Linked DNA regions of Xenopus tropicalis: region 2 is linked to region 1. A link is a contact called in public Hi-C data. All regions are on one chromosome and are shown on one strand. Each heading gives the region's core, a stretch centred on a gene start, on an enhancer-like site or on the middle of the called end of the contact. The rest is flanking DNA. Distances are from core to core; before and after follow the strand shown.

What was found. A called contact is a pair of places that touch in the nucleus more often than the background predicts.
Region 2: a Hi-C map of neurula embryo shows a contact between it and region 1, with 2.5 times the contacts expected there. The contact joins two enhancer-like sites. A contact is called at or near these places in 2 of 5 Hi-C or Micro-C datasets (gastrula embryo and neurula embryo).

What each region holds. Positions count from the first base shown.
Region 1 is chr6:27,156,484-27,159,492 of UCB_Xtro_10.0, forward strand. All of the region lies in intron 3 of mllt10 (protein AF-10), which reads right to left. Among named protein-coding and RNA genes, the nearest start is that of mllt10, 55 kb to the right of the region's middle. Within about 2 kb of position 1,423, at least 4 of the 11 cell types and tissues checked have an H3K27ac peak or open chromatin away from gene starts, as enhancers often do. A contact at or near this core is called in neurula embryo, where this site is marked.
Region 2 is chr6:27,231,471-27,234,780 of UCB_Xtro_10.0, forward strand. No RefSeq gene overlaps it. Among named protein-coding and RNA genes, the nearest start is that of skida1, 14 kb to the left of the region's middle. Within about 2 kb of position 1,566, at least 1 of the 11 cell types and tissues checked has an H3K27ac peak or open chromatin away from gene starts, as enhancers often do. A contact at or near this core is called in neurula embryo, where this site is marked.

The DNA of each region.
Region 1 (3,009 bases), core at 173-2,672:
AAAAGCATACATTAAGAAAACTGTAAATTGTCTCAGGATATCACTCTCTACATCATACGAAAAGTTAATTTATAGGTGAATAAACCTATTTTTTATTTGTAGTTTTTTTAAAATATTTGTTTAGCAGCTCTCCAGTTTGGTGTTTTAGAAGCTATCTGGTTTCTAAGGTCCAAATTACCTTAGCAGCCAGGGGAATTGTGGGGAATTGTTGGAATGAGTGACGTATATGAATAGGAGAGGACCTGAATACAAAAATAAGTTATGAAAATGAACAATAACAGGAAAACTGTAGCTTCACACAACAATAGTTTTCTGGCCGGGGTCAGTGACCTCCATTTGAAAGTTGCAAGGAGTTGGAGAAGAAGATGGCAAGAAATTAAAAAACTATAACAAATAAATAATGAAGACCAATTGAAAAGCTGCTTAGAATTGGCCATTTTAGAACATACTAAAAGTTAACTGAAAGGTGAACTACCCCTTTAAAGGCTGTTGTATGTCGAGTTCTACCTCTTATTTTCTATGAGAAACAATGGGGATGGTTAATCTCTAAACAGATTTGTATGGACACAGCTGACCCACACAATACAATTGTTTTAAAGGGGGTTCAAGGAAAGAACTCTCCATCAACATTTAAGGAGGAAAGTTATTTGCTTCCCTGATACCCTGAGCTTTTTCTCCTGCTTTAATTAAACTTCACAGGCCCATGGTATTTCTACAGGATCTTATTTGTCGCAAACTTTGGTGTCAGATGCCTGAAGAGTGTGTGCACAGAAATGTTGTTTTGCTCACAGAATGGTGGCAAATATATGCATGTATTTATTTCATGGACATACTGAATTTTCTGCGCACTGTACAATTTGTACTACTTACTATTGTCATTAATTGGGTGTGTCTCTGAGCACAAAGCATAGAGAGAACACTGCACTGTTCACAAGTTTAAAGTAAGCAAATAAATAACATAAAAAAAAAAAAAAAGAGAGAGAGAGAGTACGGAAAAGAAAGAGACAAGAAAAGTAACCAGAAAGAGAAAGGCTAGAGATGTATCACACCCAGAAAATACAAGGAGATGATAAATGACTGACAGGTCTAATGCCTTGAATGAATGCTTTGTGTTTAGGGTCAGCCTCATACTCCATGAGCTGTGTAGCAAAAGCCACCGCAGTAAAATGAATTGCAATAAAGAGTGCAAGAAACTGCCAAAGGTAAACATTAACAAGAAAACCTGCTGACTCAAAGGTTGGCAAGGGAGCTTCCTCAGGCGTTGGATCCCCACGCTAACCTCTGAATGAGAAACCATGACATGTTAAAACACCCCTCTGCTGTTTGCTGGCTTAATACCAGACAGACACACGTGGTAAATCTTGGTGAAAAGCTGTCACAAAGAATGCAGTTACACAGCATTCCTGATAATCAGCCAGATGGTTCGGATTTCACTAACAACTTTTGTATTGTAACAATCCTCCCCCACCAGCTTTCAAGCTGCCTTCAGAGGTGCCAATGAGAAACCCAAGATAGTATCTGCTCTGTAATAAATGGAGCAATATGCAATCATCTTTCAAAAAGGGCATTTATTGCCCTTCTTTAGAAGATATTGCATATGTGCCTATTAGCCAAAAACAGAACACATTTCTGATAAAGGCACCTTGTTTCAAGACACTATTTACTGAACACTGTATTTACCCCAAACACTTAGGGGCCGATTCACTAATGTATGAATCCAAATCATGAAATCTGATCATTTCTGATTATGGCAAATGTTACAAAAAAAATGTCTAAATACGAAAATTTTGTACTTGTGATCCGAAAGTTCAGAAATTTTCATATTGAATCGATCATTTGCGAATGGCGACCAGATAGTCACAAAATTTTTGTATTGCAACGATTGTAAACGGAACTAAACCCTTTCTGACTTTGACACTTCAATGCATGATGTGGGAAGCCTCCCATAGGACTCAATGGCACTCTGCAGCGCCAACCTGGCCCAAGGAAAGTCTCCCATAGGGCTCAATGGCACTCTGCAGCTCCAACCCGGCCCAAGGAAAGTCTCCCATAGGGCTCAATGGCACTCTGCAGCTCCAACCCGGCCCAAGGAAAGCCTCCCATAGGGCTCAATGGCACTCTGCAGCTCCAACCTGGCCAAAAGAAAGTCACGATACCGAAGCTGGAATGAATTCCGAAACTTTTATACTCATTGCAACAAATACGACAAATTATTGTGCAAAGTACGAAAAAGTTGCGCAAATTAAAGAAAATATTGTACAAAATACTCACAGTTCGAAAACTTACAAAAAATACAAATTTTTTGTAATCGCAACCAATCGTACTTTGATAAATGGGCCCCAAAGTGATACAGCGGTGGAGGACTTAGTACCACAAAAATAAGTTGTTTTTTTTTTTTTTTAAATAAAAACAAAATGGGCCTTTTTTAAACCTACTGCCAGTGCAATACATCTCAGTGATCAACCTGCTAAAAAATGTAATTTTATTTAAAAAAATCCTTTTTTTGCTTTTTAGATTTTAGTATTATTTTCACAGTAAGGAAATATATGCCCAAAGAACAATGTGCACTCGGCATTTCACCCTATGTGGGCTTCTTCCAGCATGAAGGAAGTGCTATGTGGGGCCAAATCATTGCCAGGTGTGCAATGAAACTCTATCTTCCTTTAACCCCTTCGCTGCTACCAGCCCCACATACCAAATCCTCAGGATTATACACAATAACAAACTCAATTTCTACTCTTTTTGGATGCCAGTGTGCTGACAAGAGTTCCTTAAGCTTTTCCTATTATATTGGATGTTTGCATTTCCTTAATTAGAAAAGGGACTACCCAGACTGCTTTTCCACTAACAGCATTAGCTGAGCAAAGAAAAAAATATATACTTTAGCTCCATGCTACTGGGAGGAGACATTCTCTATTAACTCTGCTTAGCAAAACCAAGTCAGAATACAAATCTTATTATTTCTAAACTGCATTCCTATGAGTTAATAATTAAGTGGCTCAATGGGGC
Region 2 (3,310 bases), core at 316-2,815, 75 kb after region 1:
AAAGGAAAACAAACTAAAATACAATTTTTTAGTGGCAAACCACAAGATCTGTAAGCTCTATTTATACCCCCCTGATATTCTTGGTTGTCAGGTTTTAGATATGAGAAGGAATACATTATACATATAAGAATATATAATAACCTTCAGATAAATGGAACACAATCCCCCTTGAAACACTAATTTTGAGAAATGTTTCTCCATATTTAAGGCCCAGGTATTTGGCCAAAGCCACAAACCCCTTCGGCATTTGTTAACAATAAAACAGAAAAGGAACTGGAGGACTCAGGGTACAATTTATTCCATAAAACAAAGGAGCATTACTGGGACTGGGTGCAGTTATAGAGAATAGAAACCAGAGCTGCCTCTACACCTGCCCTACAGCCCCACAGCCCCACAGCCCATGATTGTTTCCTTGCAAATAACCCTCACCCTTACATTGTACCCACAGCCTCATATTCCACAACAGGTATAATAAATATTCCCCTACAAACTGGCATCTCTGTCCAAAGGGATACAAGGAAGTTAATGGAATTATTGGTTACAGATTTCAAGCTGATTACTATATATATTAATCAGTTTGAAATCTGTAACTAATTATTCCAGTAGAGTTAACTATATATATATAAAAAAAAATATATATATATTATATATATATATATATAGTTTTTTTTAATTAAACACATTTCATTAGAGTATTTCCTTTGAACTGCACAATTGCAATCTTTCTGGAATTTGTATCTGCCTAATTCAAAGTGAAATATTCCAACAAAAGTTATTTTGTCCTATTAGAGAATAATAGATTATATTGTAAATAACATGCAGTTAGAACCAGTAGCTCACTGCTATGTTGTGTGAGGGGAAAGGGAATATCAAACACAGACACAAAGGTTTTATTTATAGGCTTTTGCTGGAGAAATCGTTACTTTGATAAGGTTTGGGAGAACAAATTGTCAGAATATATTTCATGTTACACAAATACAAATAAATAACTATGCAGCAGAAGCCTGACAGCATTTATCTGAGATTCATATTAGCACATGATTATCTCGTAGTGACAAGCAGAAAATAAGGAGAAGGCATTAGCCATAATACTCTCGGCGTTAGCCCCCTGGTTGGGAATCATAGTCTGCGGGCAGTGGCTACATGGAAACCAATATGGACCCTGTAATTAAACTGGATTTAATCATTTAGCAGCTCCTGTGAGCTTCAGTGACTCCCCACCCCTTAGTTTATACGAATATTTATAGGAAATGTGACATTTTTAAAGGAAAAGTAAAGGCTCCTTTTGTTTTTTTTTTCCCCTTAGCTCTTAGGGTGTTGTTGTTAATCTATTGTGACATCAATCATTAAAGCCCTGTGAGAAAGGATCCTGTTTGTGTTCCTGGGCTGGAAATGTACTGAGCGCAAAAAGCAGCAGAACTGATGGGATCCACCAAGGGGAATCTGCCTGTGAAAGATCAGGGCTGCGCTTTCTCCCCCGGATAATGGCAGATTCCGTGTGACTGATCAGAGAGCCGGGCTATTGTGCCATATAATGAGTGGAAGGCTAGTGACGTGGGAGTGCGACAATAGCAGCCCTGAATCAGTCGCTGTGATTGACAGTCGGGTACTGTATGACCTCAGGGAATCGGACTCATTAGAGGGGGCTGCGCTGGGACATCTACTGGGATTACAAGGCTGCTGCCCCCCTAATCCAACTCCATATTCCCTGGAAATACCTGTTTAACAGACAAGATCGCTAGAAATCTTTCATTATTGTTATCTCTGCCCAATCGTCCCATCTATTCCTACTGCACAAGTCTGGGGCAGAATGAATGAAGATTAGCAGTGTATATTACTTACACCCTATTGCAGCAAAACGATTAAAACGCAGGAACATCCCCTGATCAGATTCAAAGAAGTCAAAATAAATTGTGCAGAAAAAATACAAGAACACGCATTGCCCGTATTAAATCATTAATATACATTGATCTGAAATATAAATGATAAAATATACACATTATTTGCAACAGTATGTTAAGAGGAGAAAATAGCTCAGGGCTTTTCAGTCTGCGTTTAGAAAGCCTTGATTAACTACAACTCCCAGCATCCCCTCTGGAACTTCAGTTGCCCCAGTGCATCAGTCATCTGTGTATGGATTTATTTGTTTCAGTTTGTATAAAAGCAGATGTGATTCCAGCACAACCTGTAGAACATATACAGTTGTGTATTTCAACACAACTTACCGTATTTATTATGTAAACTGGGTCCTGGAGAATTGTGTGTAGAATTGTGTGTAGGATTGTGTGTAGAATTGTGTGTAGAATTGTTGCACCCTCGTCTCCCCAAAAAGAAATTTACTCATATTTACACACACTAGTTTATCTATCTATCTATCTTTCTATCTATCATCTATCTATCTATCTATCTATCTATCTATCATCTATCTATCTATCTATCTATCTATCTATCTATCTATCTATCATCTATCTATCTATCTATCTATCATCTATCTATCTATCTATCATCTATCTATCTATCTATCTATCTATCTATCTATCTATCTATCTATCATCTATCTATCTATCTATCTATCTATCTATCTATATCTATCTATCTATCTATCTATCTATCTATCTATCTATCTATCTATCTATCTATCTATCTATCTATCTATCTATCTATCTCTATCATCTATCTATCTATCAATCATCTATCTATATCTATATATATATTGTGTGAACTGGGTCCTGGAGAATTGTGTGTAAGGGCCCTTTTCCCCTGTAGGTAAACATGTCACTCACAGTTGCACCCTGGTCTCCCCAGGACACAAGCTGTGTGATTGTACAAATTACACACACAAAATTCTAGGCATTTCTGAGATATTTGGCTGGACTGAAAGGATTGTCAGAGGGGAAAGAATAATGAATTTACGGCAAATACTGAATCTGTTCGGGCAGCTTCTTTATAATGCATCTTGCACTGGAATCTGGGAACCGCCGATATCCCATAATAAACAGAGAGAAGGTTATTCTCGCAGATCTCTGGGGCAGCAAACTAATATTTTGTGTAATGAAATAATGAAATAATCCATGACAAAAAGAGTAGGGATAGAGCAGGGAAATAGTCCTATTAGTATTATTATTAATAATATTATTTCTAAGGAAGCAACAATATGCATTTCTGTGATACATCTGACTCACTTGCATTGTTTGTCTGTAACTATCCTGTGAGTAACACATAAGGACAGGAGGGCTAGGAGGCAAAATTGGAATTTGGTGCTTAAACGCCAAATGCGGTTTCCTGTAAGCATTTTGTATATCTCTTGCCA